Linked DNA regions of Gossypium hirsutum: region 2 is linked to region 1. The links are chromatin contacts, called in public Hi-C maps. All regions are on one chromosome and are shown on one strand. The core of a region is the stretch at or near the end of the contact, and the rest is flanking DNA. Distances in the headings are between cores, read along the strand shown.

What was found. Hi-C and Micro-C count contacts between places; a contact is called where the count stands out from the background.
Region 2: a Hi-C map of leaf shows a contact between it and region 1, with 2.4 times the contacts expected there. The contact joins the promoter of LOC107920160 here to the promoter of LOC121225607 in region 1. A contact is called at or near these places in 2 of 34 Hi-C or Micro-C datasets (both in leaf).

Annotation. Positions count from the first base shown.
Region 1 is chrD13:3,354,616-3,357,552 of Gossypium_hirsutum_v2.1, forward strand. It overlaps LOC121225607 (phosphoribosylaminoimidazole carboxylase, chloroplastic), which reads left to right and starts at 1,437. Exons shown (of 17, transcript XM_041109988.1): 1 at 1,437-1,671; 2 at 2,101-2,392; 3 at 2,517-2,735; 4 at 2,818-2,929. The coding sequence starts at 2,163.
Region 2 is chrD13:3,510,688-3,513,624 of Gossypium_hirsutum_v2.1, forward strand. It overlaps LOC107920160 (NADH dehydrogenase [ubiquinone] iron-sulfur protein 8-B, mitochondrial), which reads right to left and starts at 1,430. Exons shown (of 8, transcript XM_016849703.2): 1 at 1,197-1,430; 2 at 932-1,010; 3 at 276-329; 4 at 89-180; 5 at 1-11. The coding sequence starts at 1,250.

The DNA.
Region 1 (2,937 bases), core at 187-2,686:
GGGCAAATAACCAATAAAAGCCCATTTATTTTTAAAATTACCGAAATGGGCCAGGTCTTGAATTAATTATCACAATAGATAAATTTTCCCAAAAATGCGTTGTCAGGGGATAAAGCAGGAAAACGCTTCCTCAAGGAAGTGCTTTGTGTCCACGTGGACAAAGCGCTTCCTTGAGGAAACACTTTCTCTATTTTTTAAGGTTTAGGATTTTTTCCAATTAAGATTAAGGTTTGAGAATTTTTAGGATTTTAAATTTTAGGGTTTTAAGGGAAAAAGTTAAATATATAAGGGTGTAAGGTTTCTTAATTAAATTAATTATAAATTTTAAAAAATTATAAGTTATTTATAAAATATTTATTAAGTCTAACTTTATTTAAATATAGTTAAATGTTAATTACAATTATTATATTTTTTCTCAAATTTTGAATTTAAACTTCTACAGTTTAAAATATATATTAAATATTAAAATATTAAAATTTATGTTAAATTCCATTAAATAAAGTTATTAATACTTATTTATAAATCATTCTCTAACAACCAATAAAAAATTTACCCATGATCTTAAGACCTTAAGGAATTATTATCCCTAAAATATTCTATTATTAATATGATTGTATTATATTAAATTTCATTTTTTTGCGTATTATATTATATTAATATTTTTAATTTATTATAAATTTAAAATTACAAAAAAAGATAAATTTAATATATATATAAACTTTTAACTCTCTTTTTTTTGTTTTTCATAAAAAATTCTTTTTCTATTTTAAAATTTGAAAATACAAAAATTCATTATATATTTTATTTTTAATTTATTATTAAAAAAATCTTTTAATAAATTTAATTTTTACTAAAAACATTTAATTTTATTATTTTATTTTTTAAAAGAGTTTAAAATATATAACGAATAAAAATTACATTTATTAGATTTTTTCTTAAAAACCTTAAACACTAAACCCTAATCTATTTTTTTTAAATTTATAATTAATTTACTCAAGTAACCCTAAACCCTAATTTATTTGATTTTTTCCTTGAAAACTATAAATGCTAAACCCTAATCTAATTTTTTAAAATTTATAGTTAATTTAATTAAGAAATCCTAAACCCTTATTTATTTAATTTTTCCCTTAAAACCCTAAAATCTAAAATCTCAAAAACTCCAAAATCCTAAACCCTAAAAAATGGGAAAAATACTTTTTCAAGGAAGCGTATTGTCTACGTGGATACAAAACGCGCCCTCAAGGAAGCGTTTTCTATCCACGTGGACAAAGCGCTTCTTTGAGGAAGCGTTTTCCTACTTTATCCCCTGACAACGCGCTCACGTGGACGCGTTTTTTGGGGAAAGGGTCCATTTCGGTAATTAATTCAGGACCTGTCTCATTTTGGTAATTTTAAAAATAAAGGGGCTTTTATTGGTTATTGTCCCTATAATTTTTAGACCAAAGGCTTATCTACGTAATCTCCACCGTATACGGCTCTCAACGAATCCTTAATAGGTAAAACCAACCAGACCAGATCACGGCGGCGCCCTTGAAACAAAAATAGGTCCCTATTCCAAGGAGGGAAAGCTTAAAACAAAAAAGCATAAATACAGGCGCCCCCCTTGAACACAAAAAAGCACAAAAAGCACAAAAAGCACGGCCACCATAAAATATCAATCTGCATTTTCAGGTATTTTTTTCTTCATTTTTTCATTTTTTTTCTGGTTGATTTAGTTGTTTTTTTTTGCGTACTTTTCATTGTTAGATTTAGTTTCAAATAGATTGAATCTATTTTGAATTTTTTGTAAAGAAAATCAAAATATACCTTTGATTTTTAATCTGCATTTTCAGTTACGTTTTTTTTTCATTTTTTTCGGTTGATTTCGCTTTTTTTTTTGCTTACTTTTCATTTTGTTTTTTATTGTTAGATTAAGTTGAAACAGATTAATTTTAAATTTTTTTTTGAAGATTTCTTGCGTTTCAAAGCTCAGATTTGGATTTCTTTTGTCACAATCTAGTTGTTTTCTCTGAAATTTTTTTCCGACGATTATTTATCTCTTTGAGTTTGGATACGCTGAACATCTCATTTGCCGGATTTAATCTGTTTTTTTATCTGTAGCTATCAATTGCTGGTACTTTCAAGCAGTAGATCTTTTGTTTTGATAAGAAACGCAGCTATCAATGGCTGTGTTTTCGAGCCCCACCTTTGAAGCAGTATTTTCTTTCGAGCCATCTCAGTTTCTTTCCCGGCCACCATCATCTCTCTCACTCCGCTTCTTCTCTGTATCTATCGCGGCCGATAACCGCAACCGCAACCATCGCCTCTGGCACTCTTCTTCTTCGAAACTCTACAATCCCACCTTCGCTTGCCGCGCCTCATGTGACTCTCACGAGACTGACTCCTCTCACAGGTTTTTTTATTTTTCTGGCAATTTATATGTTTCCAACGAAAACAAAAGAATACAAACTTTGAGTCTTTTTTGTTATTGTGACTTATTTACGTTCAAATGGTTTTTTTTGCTTTCTTTTTTGTAGGAAGGACCATGATTCTTCAGTTCATGATCTATCCAAAAAGATAGTTGGTGTATTAGGAGGAGGGCAATTGGGTCGTATGTTATGCCAAGCAGCTTCCAAGATGGCCATTAAAGTTATGGTTTTGGACCCTTCAGAGAATTGCCCAGCTAGTGCCCTTGCTTATGATCACATGGTTGGGAGCTTTGATGACAGTGCTACTGTTGAAGAATTTGCTAAAAGGTCCAATTTTGATACTTAATTTATTTCCTTTCTTTGTTTTAACTGAAGTATTCATGCTCATTGTATGTTTTTTGGTAGTTAGATGTGAAGTTTTGACGGTAGAAACTGAACATGTGGATGTTGCCACTCTAGAGAAGCTTGAACAACAAGGAATTGATTGTGAACCTAAAGCTTCTACCATTCGAATTATCCAAGTAAAGTC
Region 2 (2,937 bases), core at 180-2,679, 160 kb after region 1:
GGATAGTTAATCTGCATAAGGAAAGATAGTTTGCATCATACTTTTGCTTCAATCTAAGCCCAAAGAGAATGATTAGGAAGATGCTTACAGTAACTTTTCTTTCAAAGAAGTACTTGAGTGTCAGCATGAGACCCCGAACCATTTCAGTTAGAAACAGCGTGTTTATGCTTCTTTCGAAAACTGCAATTGTGCAGAATACGAGAAACCAATCACTTCCTAAAAGAAAATGATGTAAAAAGCAATGGAAACAGAGACATTCTGGCGCACTACATTACCAGAACTCCAGTCCTTTGAAATCTCCTTTGCAAGCTGCTCTCTTTCTTCATCATCTACAATTTACAAATAAAAACATCCATGAACAAACGTGGGGATCATTAGCTATGCACTTAAAAGCACTCATATGCATTTTCTAGAGCTCTGTTACAAGAAATCACTATTTCTACAGCAAATTCTGAATTGGTTCGCATGATCCCAGTCAAGAAACACTAGCGATCCAATTCAGTAAGACTAGTGATCCCCTAACACAAGGTTTATTATAATATTATTGAGTAAAACAAATAATTCACAAAACTTCAAATTTTATTTATTCAGAATTATGTGTTTATATAAATATAAAAGCTATATACATACATATACATAAAAGTTCCAAAGAAATGTTTTAGGTTCCAATAAATAGCATTTCGTTCCTAACAAATGATCCAGAGAAGAGTACCCTATCGAATTAGGTTTTACAAAATGTAGCGATTTGTGTTCCGACCGATCTGGTAAAACTGTTCTAGTTGTATTTCTGGTAGACCAATGAATCCAAATAGAAAAGGAACTGCATTTTACACCATTTCCACACTCTTTTCGAAATTCAAACCATGACATATAAACATGTAAACATTGAGGTTTAGATAAAAATGAGAAGACGATGAAATAAAAGGCCAACCTTTCTGCGTGCCATATGAGCGTGAACTGAGTCGCAACCCGTAGTGTTGTGAACCCTGCAACACTTGCCCTGACACAGCCTATACATATATATACATTCATAAAAATTTTCAAAAAAAAAAAATCCTTACAAAAGAAAATTGAACTAAAAATCGTTTTTTTGATAAAAAATATTACGAAATTATTTAGCTTAAATCTAGATAAAAAGATCTGAAAAGCAAAATAATGATTAGGTTCTAGAGGAGGATGAAGAAACGAGTTCTTACGAGGTGTCGAGCTCGGAGAGCGTTGAGAGAGTTACGAGCGAAGATTGCAGCCATTGATTTTGATTGAAGCTGGTGTTAATCCGGCGGATGAAGACGATCAGATCGTCGCCGAGCAGAGCTGTACAACCAAGGAACTGGAAAAAAAAAAATCTCCCGATTAATTGAGGCGTTTTCACGATGCCTTCGATAGAATCGGTTCGACTTGAAACACCAAAACGGCAACGTTTATGGGTTTGCAATTGCAAGCCTATTACAGTAACTGGGGCAAGAGTATTTTCTTAATGTGGGCTTCAGGGAGAGAATATTCCCTAACGGGCTAAGCCCAAGAATAACACATTCATGTTTGATTACGGTGTCGTTTTCGTTATTCATAGAAAAATTGTACTCATGGTCGGGCTTGGGTTTATAGTTTTTGACTTTGAGCTGACTCGGTTTAATCTGTTTTATTGTTTAAAAAAATAAAAAAAATAATTTTATACAAACATTTATACACTTTTATAAATAAATTTAAATAAAGAATATTTACTTATTATTTTAAATAGAGAAACGAATAATTTAGACAATTCTAATTTGAATTCAGTCTTAAAAATATTTTGAAAAAACAATGAATAGATAGGTGTTATGTAAGGCCTTCCTTAGTATATAGATATAAATTAAATCTCAAAATTAAGTGAAATATATGGACCAAAATTAAAATTTATTAGAAATTAGAAGGATTAAAACTAAAATTTAACCATAATATTTTCATGTAAAAAGAATAATGGATAGATTAGACCAATTAAAAAAAATAAATTGAATTAAAAGTAATTGATCATTTAAAATACAAAAAAAAATTATTATCTATTACATGCCGTTATTCATACATTTATTATTTTTGCTATCTCATTAGAAATAATACTATGTCTATTAGGCCTCCTTTGATTTGGCTTTTAATGCCAGCGAAGTGCAGTTGGGGTAAATATCTGCTACCAACCTCACTGTTATGCTATTTGGTTCAGTATGCCAGTTCAGTGAAGAGGCATTTCCACCACACTGATATGCTGAAAATCAGTTGGAAGTTTCAGCAGTAATTGAAATTCACTGAGCTGTTGGTATTTTTAACAGACAAAAATACCCATAATTTTATTTATTATTTTACCATTTTATCCTTGAAAGTTAAACTAATTTCTTTCCCAATCTTGAAAGTTACAAATCATCCGTTTAGATACTTCAAAATTTGATCCAAGTATAATGTTACTATTTGTGAAAATAATATTTATCATTGTTATAAAAGAATATTTAACTATAAAAAATTAAAAATAATTATCATTTTATCTATTAAATAATTTAAATTGATTATATAATTTATTAAAATATTTATAATAAAATATTGGAAGATACATTTTAATATTTTATTAAATTAGTTTATAAATTCACATATTTTAATAATTTTATAAAATTAAAATAATTTAAAAACTTTTATTATATATCAATTCTAATATGATGTCCTTAATAGTCATTTTTTATTCTCACCTCACCGCTACAGCTGCGTTTGAATCCAAACACACACTCCACCATTGTTTCTAATCTCACCGCGCTGTTTTTAATCTCACTGGAGCTAAACACATTGCCATCCAAACTAAGCCTTAGTATATTAGAGTAATTTGTAAATATTTGATTTAGGTACCATATTGGACCCAAAAAGACTTATACATCAAATTAGAAAAAAAATGTTCGGCTATTTTACCATAATAACTCAAAA